Linked DNA regions of Arachis hypogaea: region 1 is linked to region 2. The links are chromatin contacts, called in public Hi-C maps. All regions are on one chromosome and are shown on one strand. The core of a region is the stretch at or near the end of the contact, and the rest is flanking DNA. Distances in the headings are between cores, read along the strand shown. Region 1 holds the start of LOC112702273 (E3 ubiquitin-protein ligase BRE1-like 2). Region 2 has its middle 22 kb from the start of LOC112702269.

Region 1 (6,866 bases), core at 2,707-5,206, 130 kb before region 2:
TTCAAGAATATATGACAAATTATCTTGGATAATCCAAACTTACGAACCTGAAAATCTTGGAATTGCTTTGTCAAGGTTTCATTTTCTTCATGTGCCTCTTGAAGCTCAGTAAGACGATCAGCATTCAGTATCTATGACAGTAAATAAGCATACTTCTCATTAGATGAAGAAAGGAACAACATAAGAAAAGGAAATCATATGACAAAACCTTTGCTTCCTCAATTGAATCCTTCAGTTCACGCAAACTCATAGTCCTGTCTGTGGGTTTTTCAGGAGACAAGTTTCCGTTAACCGAATCAGCACTAGGGGATTGCATTCCTGCCACTGCATCCTTTTGCATTTTCAGATTGACTAGTTTTCTTCTACTCTCTTCAAGTCCAGTTATGCTCTCTTCAAGGTCACCTTTCAGTTTGAAAATAAGACACACTCAAGACATAACATACAAAACCATTAACCAGGAGAACCAATCACATACTTCCTCAATTTAACTGCAAAGTTCTATAAATACATCTCTGCATAAATCTAAGACATCAGGTCATGAAACCATTGAACGCCCAAACTATCAGCGTGTTAGACCTCATGGTTTCAAATCTTAGTTTTATCCTCACTTAAAAACGTTAACATATGTATTAGCCAACAGATATCGAATCTGAATGGGTGTTCAATTTATCTACCCCTTATCAACCTTTTAAGTAGAGAAAACCCTACATTTCTTACTTGTCACATAATAATAATAATAATAATAATAATAATAATAATAATAATAATAACTACTACTACTACTACCAGAGGCTGCTGGTACGTTACACACCAGTTGACTGACCAACCCGTCGTCGTGTACACGCGACCAACCAGAAGCTGCCGCCACTAGAAGTTTGCAACCCTAGATGTATATGTCAGATGCTAACTGATTTTGATGTACTTTTATTACCTAAATTTTGTTTTGTTAATGATTTGATTTTATATGCTGATTTATAGGCATTTTTCCTAATAAATATTTACATCACTTCAATGTTCTGGCCATGCCACCTCACCACACAAAAGAGTTGCATCAACCTAGTTTTCACTTTCGAAATCCCTTCCCTTTCCAAGCCAACCCCACAATTTTATTTTCATTCCATTAATGGAAAAGCAAGCAAATACCTTGTTAGACTTAACATTTTATTTATCGTGTGCGAAATAAACATTATTCTAAAGAGTGTTAAATATAAAAATCATTCATGTTCTATCGCTTAACAATTTAGGCTTTTCAGAGAATAATTCAGAAGGTGATAAAAAGCCTCTATGAGCAAGTGGTCTAGAGTTAGACCTTTGACACCACCATTCTTAGATAAAAGGTTGATATTCAGCACAAGATAAAGTGGGATTGAGCACTGCCCACAGCATCAAGCTTGGTGGACAATAGCATGAGGGGTATAAAATCTATTGTGTTGCCTTTCAGAAAGATGGTTCACGATTAAAAAAATAAAACTCAAAGAACCAAATTCAGGTTTACACATATGCCATATATCAATAGCACTCATCATTGGCAACAACTAAACTTTGTCCAACTAGGTGAAGTTAGCTGCATGGATCAAATGACGCAAAAGTTCCCTATCATAAGCCGTATCAGAGTTTAAACCATATATTTGCAAATCTAACTTTCATATATTAATATAACTAACTAAAAAGGTGCCATTAACAAAAGGAACCTCCCTGTGTTCCACAATGGTGAAATCTATTATTTTTTCTTTTTTTAGCCAAACAGAAAAAGGTGATCTTTTGCTGAAAAATACATCCAAATGCACCCTAAAAATATAGATGTATAATAATAGACTTCACAGTAACTGAAGAAGTTAAAACCAAACACAAAATGAAAAACATCAAAACCTGCAAGGCGTTTAACTTCAGACTGATCTTGTAAGCACCAACTGATATAACTTTGAATTCCAATAGTATACTCTTTATGTGAATCATTGAGAGCATTAATGATTTCACGTAAATTACTTTCCTCTTCTTTCATCATGTCATCAATCTGAGACATCTGAATTATAGCATCTGAAAACCAGCAATGAGTAAACATTAACAGATCATTTATACAAATTTTCTCTTAAATTCCTACATCAATTATATCTGGAAGAGAAATAAAGATTCAATCGTTAAAAAGAAAAATAAATAAATAAACATTTGGATGCATATCGAATGTTTTTGACCTTCTGAAGATAACTCGCCATGCAAAACCTGGGCTATACTGTCAATTCTTTCCATCTGAGCCTCCATGGTATCTTGAAGGAGTTTCAACAACTCTAACGTAGATGACCGGCGTAAAGCAAGGCTTTCTTCAACATAATTAATTCTCTCACCAATACTGTTTCCACCAACAGAATCTTTCTGGATCAATCTACACAGAAATATATCCTCCGCAGGGCATGAAGGAAGTGAACCTAGAGAGATTAACTCATGTCAGTCCCTTGAAATTTGTTCATACTACAAGAAAAATGTGTGGGGTACCTTGACGGTTATTATGGTAATCTAGTGTTTGTAATGCATCTTTGCTTCTACCAGCTCGTACACCAAGAAGAGTCAGATCATCAGACAACTAGAGGGAAAAAATTATGAAGTTAGCCCAATGTGAATATGCTAGAGGCATATCGCAAAAAGTGCCTTGCCATTCCCCCCTCTCTTACATGGCCAGCAGAACATGCCCTATCTTCTATGGAAGCATTAATTTCAAAAGGCGAAAGAAAAATAAAACTGATTAAATAGGATGAACAATAGAGTGGAAGCGTAACAATAAGGAATAACCTGAATCCAACATTGGTTCACTGCAATTAACAAATCATCATGGGTATTTTGCCGCTCTTTTAACTCTCTAATTTTTTCTTCAAGGTCATGCAAAGCACGCTTTTGGATGTCAATCTTTTGAACGAGCTGCTGGTTCTGTGCTTGTAAGACTCCAGCATCAGCCTGTATAAAAAACACAATGATTTCCCATTAAGCAAGAAAAACTCGAAAACTATTCACAACAAACCCAAAAATTAGAGTCCCAATATCCTATTGCCACAGATAGAGTTGTCATTTCACGGAACAAGAAACAAGGCAGCGTTTTAACCTCTAAAAATCTTACCAGTAACCTCAAATTCCATAAACTGCATAGCAGATGCATATGTTCAAATATCAATGACTTGAAATATCCCTCTCACAAAGATCAAGCATAACAAGAATGTTCAATTTTGAATCCCAAAACTCCATCATCCAATTAAAAATTACACAAAAAAACATAACACATAAGACACTTCACCTTGTTACTAGTCTTTCAGCCCTACCCTGCAGCAAGTTAGTATCAAACACAATGAAATTCACCATCCCTTTGTCCCAAAGATCACAACTTGACCATAAAACAAAATCCCTCAGCACCAAACAGCTCTAAGAACTCAATATCACACTAAATACAATGTAAAACACTGAAATTCAGAATCAGACTATCAAACACACAGACATAAAAACAAACACACAGTGTGCATACAAAACACAGAGAAAAATATGTAGAGAGAGAGGAAAAGGGGTTACGGTTTTGTTGTTCGATGGAGAGTTTCGCGCCACGCGAGAAGAAACGGAAGTGAGGTGAGGCCTCTTCTTTTCGGGTTCGTTGTGGTCTGAGTTTTCCATTTGGTTTTAACGATTTCTGAGATTCTCAACAAAAACCCAACACACATCATTAGGAGGAAGAAAAACAACACAGAATCATGGCTTCCTATCAAGTTCGTTCCTTTGAGGAAAAAAGAAGACATGAAAACGGAGACACAGAACAGAAATGAGAAAACACAGCACAAAAAATCAAAAATACACTCACTCAGAAGAAAGCGGTTCCACACTGTTCAGCTCTTTCTTTTTCTTTTTTTTTTTTCTTTTTTTTTTTGAGTTTGAGGTGGTGGACGCTTGTACTATAACTTCAAATTTCACATCAATGTTAAATTTTAAAAAAGGAAAAAAATACTGAGTTTTGTTTAGGAAATTAAAAAAACTCGAATATTTTTTTGGAAGGTACAAGAAACGTTAATTAGTAGCAATTTAACTATTTTAAGATAAATAAAAAATCATTTAACTAATAATTTTTTTATAATTATAATTAAATAAAAACTCATATACAGTTATTTTTATATAAAATATTTAGTTAAATAAATTAAATCATCTAATAATTTTTAACAAAAAATTTTATATTTACACGTGGGTTTTTATTTTATAATTAAAGTATTAAATGTAAAAAAGTTTGTATTGAAAAATTAAACATTTTAAATTCTTAAAATATGTAAAATCTATATATATATATATATATTATCTTAAGATGGGAGAAAGCCAATAAAAATTTGAGGGGTACACAACTTTATAATAATTACATTCCATCCATAATTTAGCTAGTAAAGAATAAAGATATAAGAATTTCAAAATTTAAATAAAACTTAGATGAATTTAGCTAGCATGAATATACATGTTAACGTTATTAATTTAAAAATTTATTATAATAAACAAACAAATTTTTAATTTTTAATATATTTGTTATTGTGTTTATTAAAAATTTAATTTTCATGAATTGTCATCATAAAAAATTTAACCATATATTATTATATTATTAAAAATAATTAACTTTTTAATTATTATTTAAAATATCATCTAAATACATAAATAATTAAATAATTATATAAATTTTTTTACATAAATGAAAATTAAAATCATTTATGAAAGCAAAAAAATTGTCACATGATAATTATATTAGTTCATATATGATTTTGGTGTGTGAACAAATCTAAAAGAAAGACAATATCTCGAAGAATCATTTGGCTATTGGTTTCGAATTTCTATACATTTTACATCAATTACACTCTACACTCTACAAAATTTTCTATTTAATTTAAAATAAATATAAAAACTAAAATAAATATAATTATTAAAATATATTTACCTATTAAAAAAAACAAAACAAAAAGCTCGAAATCATAAATGTGACATGCAATACAAACACGACATACGAATACAGCAATATAATATTTGAGTATATACTCATTTTTTATTCTCAAAGAATTTTAGATTAGACATTTTAGTTCCCAACTAAAATTAATTACTCGATTGGTCCCTAACAATTAATTCCCTTAGTCACTTAGGTTCTTGGTTTTATCAACTCTAACGAAAGACAAAATGGTCCCTGAAAACTCTAACATAGGACAAAATGATCCCTGACAACTTTAACAAGTGACAAAATGATTCATGACTCCTTTATTTGAAAACGACATTGCTCTTCCCTAATTTTTATCATATCTCACATAACCCTAACATTCATACTCTCTTTCTTCACCTTCACAGTCTTCTTTTCCATCTTTTCATTCTTCCTCTTTAACTCCAAGATTAAACCATGGTGTAATTGTTACACATATCGCACCTACCTCAACATGTCATGGACCACACACTTCCTAAATTTTTATGACTAGTATATCCATCTCTTCTACACTTTACCCACCAAAAGCATCCACTTCCACGTCTTCGATAACATCACCTCCAACCCCGACAACGTCCACGACATTCTCAAGACCAAGTTCCACAACTACTCCAAGGGCACGCCTTTCTCCACTTTCAAATTCTCATTTGAAATAGACACTGAGTGCTTCATTCCTTCTTTTCCGGAGTCCAAGTTGGCAGACAGCTTCAACCTCGCATCCAAGCTATCAGTACAACGAGTAATGTCGCCGTTGCCACTCATATGGAAACTGAAGCGATTACTGAACATTGGTTCGGAGAAGAAGCTGAAGGAAGCGATCGGAGTGGTGGATAATGTGGTCATGAAAATGATAGGGCAGAGGAGGAGGGAGATGGCAACGACAACGACAGGTCTTAACAAATCAGACTTGCTGTATAGATTCATGAGATCCATTGAAGACGACAACTAGTTAAGAGACATATGCATTAGTTTCCTGAGTATGAATTGGTTGAGAACAAGTTGAAGATCTTTTTTTCTTGTGAACATTAAATTTATAGAGTGTGCATTGTGTAGTTTGAAGTTACAGTGTTAGACTATTAGTGTTATACGAGATATGATAGAAATTGGAAGAGAACAGTGTCGTTTCCGAATAGAGGAGATTAGGGACCATTTTGTCTCCTGTTAGAGTTGTCAATGACTATTTTGTCCTCCGTTAGAGTTAACAGAGTAAAGAACCTAAGTGACTAACGGAGTTAATTGTTAAGGACCAATCGAAAAATTAATTTTAGTTAGAGACTAAAGTGTCTAATTTAAAATTCTTTAAGAATTAAAATTGATATATACTCATAATATTTTTATAAAATATAAGATATGATATAAAATACGTTATGTAATATAATATAATAAAATATATAAATAATAAATATTTTATTATTATAATAATAATAAAATAATATTAAAATGATTAAAAATATTTGTTGTTAAAATATGGCTGCATATATATACATATATATATATATATATTTAAAAACAAAAGAATGATAGACATAAACATAAACGATCTAAACTTTTTTTTATGAATATAAAAAAAATTATATTATTTGAGTTATAATTCATTAGTATAAACTATCTAAACTTATGTATTTAATTTATTGTAAGACTTAAGAGTATTCGTGTCCAACATAAATACATCAAGATTTTAATCGTGTATGTGCTTCTTAGATAAGAAAAAGACAAAATTGAGAATTTTAAGTACACAATTTATGTTCACAATTAACCGAAGTTTAATATTTTTCTTATCAATAGGTAGTTTATAAGGTATCTTATAAATTCGATACTCGATCAAATCATGCCAGGGAATTTTATGGTCTCAAATAATTATATGGCTTGAGCAAGGCAGATACTATGCACTTAAAAA
Region 2 (6,460 bases), core at 2,588-5,087:
GTTGGATTAAAAAGTCAGTTGTGGTCCCATTTTTAACTTGTCGGCAAATTTTCAAAGCTACATTATCAATGCCTATTTTTTGCATCATCAATGACGCAACGATATCAACACAATTCATGTATTTCCATTCTTTCACAATAAAAAATTTAAAATTAATTTTAGATCTTCTGGCAGACTGCCATCTCACTCATCAAATATTTATAATTTAATTAAAATCAATTACCATACTTTTATTATTATTATTATTATTATTATTATTATTATTATTATTATTATTATTATTATTATTATTATTATTATTATTATTATTATTATTATGGACCAAGTCTAGGTGAGCATTATTAGAGTATTTTTAATAACAAATTTTTAAAATATTATTTTTTATATTTTGAAAAAAAAATAATTTAAAATTGAAATTTATATTATGATTGATTGATAAAATAAAATTGGTATTCCTTTAAAAATAATATATCATTTTAATAGAAAATTAATAAAATTTTATTATTTGTATAATTATATTAATAAAATAATTAAAAATAATTAAAAATAATATAAAATTTTAACTAAAGTAAAACTAAGTATTGGAGGAATAAATTTTATATTTAATTTTAAATTATCTTTTAAATGTGCTCTAAAAAAAATACAAAGTACAATCCTTCTTAAATTCTAAATTATAAATTTTAAACTTTAAATATGAGCCATTAATATAAAATATAATAAATAAAATAATAAGATTTGCTAATTAAAAAAATAAAGTATTCTTTACTTAATAAAAAATGTTTAAAGATGAGCCGATTATAAAAAATTTAAAATTTAAAAATTATCAAACAATTTTTTTATTAGTTAAAAAATAATTAGTAAATAGATGCTTGATATTATAGAATAATAGCAGGTGAAGAATCATCGAAGATTTATGACAAAGTATTTCCAATACCTTCACACTTAAAGCGAGAAAGGTATTGGCGATGCCGTATTTAGATACCACTGTAATTAAGGTTTTGGATAACAACTTTAGTTATACGGCTATAGTTCATAAGTACAAGGGTGTTTGGAAGACGAAGGGAGGTTACGAAATTTTAGATATTGACTTTGGGTATTTTTTGATCAAGTTCGACCTGCGAAAAGATAGGAAGAGAATTCTTTTCGGTAGACTATGGATGATTGCAAATCATTATGTGGCGGTGAAATCTTAGAATCCTGAGTTTGTATCATGTGAAGAATCTTTTGGAATTATATTGGTATATGGATAAGAATCTCAAGTTTAAATATCAAATTCTATCAAAAAGAGACCATAATGAAAATTGATGTAACAGTAAACATTTCAATCCGAATTGATATAGCAATTAAATCTGCAAAGTGGGACAAGTATATAAAAGTGTGTGATAATTAAAATCAAAATAGATAAAATAGTATATTCTATTGAATATGAGCACTTAAATTTAGTTTATGGCAAATGTTATTGCTTTGGTCATGTCATTAAAAAATAATATAATAAGATGACTCTTGCTTCCATTAATCAAGAAAACCAAGGCAAAGCATCTTTAGAGAATATGAGGTGAGTAGAAGAAGTTTTATTTTCACTCCTCTAATTTATCAAAAATAAAAGATATTTGTAATAATTCCTTTATTTAATTTCAAAATAATTTGTTAGCACTGGAAGATTTATTTTCACTCCTCCAACACTGTTAATATTCATAAATTATTGTTCTCTTAAATGTTTTATAATAGAATTAATAGAATATTGATAGGGAAAGTATATATGGTTTTATATTCCTCCTTTTTGTCTTTTTTTTTTAAGAATTTGGTTTGTTTATGAATAATATTGATATCAACAATAAGTATTCTCAATCTTATCAAATTTATTCAATATCTAGAAGAAATATTATTTAAACGGAAGAAGTAGAACAAATGTGATTAATTTTTTTATATATTATTTTAATATTGATAAATCGCTTAAATATTTGATAATTTAGTATTTATAAAAAATATTATTTATAAAATACAATCTACAGAAAGTATTTTAATTTATAGAAATTAAAGTATATTGTAAAAAATATTTTTATTCGTAAAAATATAATCTACAGATACGCATTATCAATTATAAAAAATATACTGTCAATTTTTAAAATACAATGTGTATATTTTAGACAATATTTTACAATATCAAAACATATTGAGATAAACTTTAAAGTAGTCTCTTTAGTTATATTCGAGTCTCATAGTAGTTCCTAAAATTAATAGTTACTCATATGTATTTTTAAAGTTGTACTCCGAGACTTAAAATCGTCCTTCAAGTATTTTCCATCAATTAGGCGCCATCGGAGAGCTAAAGTAAACTCTCTTTTGACACATTTGCAAAATAACGAATAGGTGATGTGAAAAAGAAAATATTTTGATGACAATTTAGTCTCTGAATCAATTTTAAAAATCCTAATCCGCAAAATTGAAGACCATTATCTACATCCATTTTCTTCTCTTCTCTAAACTCGCAGACCTTCTTCTTTCCATCTTTAAATTTAAATGGCTATAGCCAGCGCAAGCAATGCAGTCGAGAGTTCGAACAATTCATGCTCTAATCAAAACTCTATGAGTTTTACATATAATCAAGTGATGCTGGTTTGAAATTGGAGGAGATTTGCAACAACGGCTACGTAGAAGGTAGAAGAGGTAATGATAATGGATCGAAAGCTAGGATAAAAATGGAGGAAATAATACTGGTGACAACAATAATAACAAATTAACAATAATAATGGAACCCAAGGTATCAATTCCACAACAGCCACCTCCCATTCCTAATAACATAATATTTGTTAAATTAAAAAACTTACGACTGTAAGCATAGGTTAAGATGCATAGGAAATTAGGAATCTCTATCGATATTAAGATGAGTCCATAAATCAATTGTAAAAATCGAAAACATATAGACACTGTCTGTAAATATAAGTACTCTATTTGATTTTTTTTTTCACAAATATCAACGACGAAAAAGCTAACTGTAGAAATCAGTAGAATTTTGAAGGAATACACTGTAGCAATGTCACTCAGAGTAGTGTTATTGAAGAGAGAGTTTTGAAGGAAGAAGTTTATATTTCTGTTTTGGAAGAGAGAAAAAACGTTAAGTTAAGTGAACGATTAATAAGCTTTTATCCATGAAACGACGTCGTTTGGCCCAAATTAAGCACCAAATTAAATATTATGTCGTTTTCGACTTGCCAACATGTTAAAAAGGAGTCTACCTCAATTTTTTGATGGCGCTTAGTTGATAATTTTAAAAATATTAGAAAAACGACTTTAAATTCTAAAGTGTAATTTTAAAAATACATATGAATAACTATTAATTTTAGAAATTATTATAAAATTTAAATATAATTTGAGAAACTACTTTAAAATTTATCTCAAATATATTTTTTTTTAAATTAAAATTAAGGTTCGAACTTACAACTTTTAAATAAATATAAAAAATTATGTTATTTGGGATATAGTTTGTTCTCCTCTCGACCACATTTGCTAACAAATATTTCTAACAAATGTATCATGAAAAAATCCGGTCTACAGAAAGAAGAAGAAAAAGAAAAAATAGGAAAAAGAAAATGTAGGGATTGAGTGAGTCCCATAAGAAATTAGCGTCTGATACGCAGCCAATGCGGTACGGCAATCGAGGCTAATGCAGTGTCATGTAACTCTCACTCTCACGACACAGACAACGTAAGATTTCGTGGTCCTGCGTTACGTAGTAACAGTTCCAATTTAACCACTTGTGTCTAGACACGTGTTGAGATGGCCTACTCTTCAAAAAGAGTAAGATTTGATTGGATCCACGGAAGGCATCAGGTGGACTCGCGCAACAGTGGAAGGGTTGGAAAGTCAACAAACATGATGACCCTATTCAGAGTTTTAGCTACATACATACGCTACTACAATCTATAGATTCCATGTGCTTTGCTTTGCTTTGCTTCATAGGCTTGGAACTAAGTTAACTCTATTTTATGAGCTAAACTACTTTTAATATTATGTTGATACGCTTTAACTAACAAACAATTAGCTAGTAGTCTTGTACACTAAACAATGCAAATAATACAATGGGTAAATATTTAAATTATATTTTGATCTTTTAAATTTTAAATTTTATTTTAGAAAATAAAATATGACCTCTTATCATTTATTTTATAAACGAGACTAAAAAAAATATAAAAAAAACTATTAAAAAATAAAAGATTACATTTTATTTTTTAAAATAAAATTTAAAATTTAGATGATCCAAATCTATTTAAATTGATTCTCAAAATTTAAGTGGGGTACTCTAAATTTTTAACAATATTTTATTTTTTAAAAAAATTTTCAAAAATGATTCCAGTTGGACATATATATACATTAAAAATTTAACTTTTATTTGTTGTTAATATACATACAGTTTTATATTTACATTAGATGTATATTGTCATGTAATATACTTTACTAATATAATATAAAATTTTTTTAAATATATTAGTATATTAGTAATTTTTAATTATTGATGTTAATTATATATATTATATATATTTTATAATTAAGATCAATAATTAAAAATTATTGAAATACTAATATACCGATATACTTTAAAAATTTTTTATTAGACATAATAGTAGTATTATAAATTTTGTTATCTGATTTTTTTATGATTGTTGACTTTATTTTATTTTTCTATTCTTTTTATCTTTATATTTGTCTTTGTTTTTTCGTCTCCTCTCTTCTTTTTATTTTCATATTATCTGTCATAGGAGTGTTCATAGATAAAGTGAAATTAATTTTAACTCAACTTAAATCCGACCCTAAATTATACCTGAATTCATTTTTTAATTCCTTTTCAATTTTAGACCCAATAAAATTTTTAATCATTCGAATCAATTTTATACTGATTCATATTAAATTTAAGACGGCGTCACATATCTCACCAGATGATGAACAACACAACAACATATTAAACAATATATCAGCATTAAACAACAAAACATATCACAAATATACAATTAACAACAAATCACAACATATCTCAACAGATCTGAGTAACAACATCAGCAATCATTCATTTAGAAGAAAATATTATCATTTTGATAGGATTTATATTTGTGTTTTGTTACCTACTTAGCTATCAAAGAAGCTAAAAAAATTGTCTCTGGTTGTGTTTATGTCTAATCTAATTCTACTCATCACTAACCAAATATAGCCTAACAAACGAATAATTGATTCTACTATAAATTACTTGTCAATGATGTTACTAATAACTAACTCTAGATCGATTGTTCTATTCCTGTCGAATATTATTTCTGTGAAAATCAAATGCTTAAATAAAAGAATAATGTTGGAATATATTTATTGGTCAAAATCAGACAAATGAAACTATATATACTCATATAGTTTAACCAAATATACCATCAAGATGAGGCTGTAGCTAGTCAAAGATCTATCCTTTTTAGGAAATGTTTTATTGTTTTTATTCAATGCACTTCATTCGTATTTCTAAAATCTCTTACATTCATTCTATCTAATCCCACAAAGATTATCACTTTTAACGTTTATTCCTCAGGAAAGCCATCTCACTTTGGATATAGCATCTCATTGCCAAAATGCTCGTCATCATAAACAAAACACCATCCACGCCATGTTCTAAACTGCAAAGTATGTCTTTGAAAAACATAGTACTAAATAATTATTATCTTTTAATTTGTGAATTTAGTTAGTTTCTTTTTTTTTTTTTTTTTGGTAGTCATTTAGTTAGTTTCTTTCTTAGTTGCTTTTGGTCAACAGTTGAAATAGAGTCCTAAAATAGTGAAGAAGCCGACATTGAGGCCCACGCATGTACGAGATGACTAAAATTAAAGTATGAAAATAGAAAACCAATTTAAGTTCGTAGACTGGTCAATTCACTCGTCCGATTAAATAAGTATGGAATGGTTTCAATTTTTTTTTTGTATATAATAATTTATTAGACAATAATATATTTTTAAATGGAGTTCAGATTCGTGACAAAATAATCTTTAGTCTAATAGACTAAAGAATACCGTAGACAATTATAAAAAATATAAAAATAAGAAAGAAAAAAAGTTAGATCTTTTTATTTATTTGTTTTAAATAAGGCAGTTGGCAATAAGTCAATGAACTTTTTAAGTTGAGGTAAATTATTATCATTGCCAACATGAATTCGAAGGTCAAGAAAATGAGCAACTTTTTCAAGCATCAAGTTAAGGGTCACATTCATAAGGACCGTGAATTGAAGGTTCAATTTAGCATTAAATTAAAATAGCGTATAAGCATATCATTTGTTTTGATCTCCAAAATCTTTGAAAACTAATTTATATTTGAAGTCATTTTATTTAGGTCTTAACTGGAAATTTGTAAGTGATAATCAATAGTTTATTAATATATTGTACTAAATGACATTTAGTATATATCACATAATAATATGGGGGTGAAAGGTTAGCAT

What was found. A called contact is a pair of places that touch in the nucleus more often than the background predicts.
Region 1: a contact with region 2 is called in a Hi-C map of an unstated tissue, with 4 times the contacts expected there. The contact joins the promoter of LOC112702273 here to the enhancer-like site in region 2. A contact is called at or near these places in 3 of 8 Hi-C or Micro-C datasets (leaf and an unstated tissue).

The regions. Positions count from the first base shown.
Region 1 is chr7:7,131,356-7,138,221 of arahy.Tifrunner.gnm2.J5K5, reverse strand. It overlaps LOC112702273 (E3 ubiquitin-protein ligase BRE1-like 2), which reads right to left and starts at 3,956. Exons shown (of 20, transcript XM_025753244.2): 1 at 3,833-3,956; 2 at 3,550-3,664; 3 at 2,785-2,946; 4 at 2,491-2,578; 5 at 2,193-2,423; 6 at 1,870-2,037; 7 at 209-402; 8 at 48-131. The coding sequence starts at 3,648.
Region 2 is chr7:7,006,093-7,012,552 of arahy.Tifrunner.gnm2.J5K5, reverse strand. No RefSeq gene overlaps it. Among protein-coding and RNA genes, the nearest start is that of LOC112702269, 22 kb to the right of the region's middle. Within about 2 kb of position 3,837, at least 3 of the 3 cell types and tissues checked have open chromatin away from gene starts, as enhancers often do.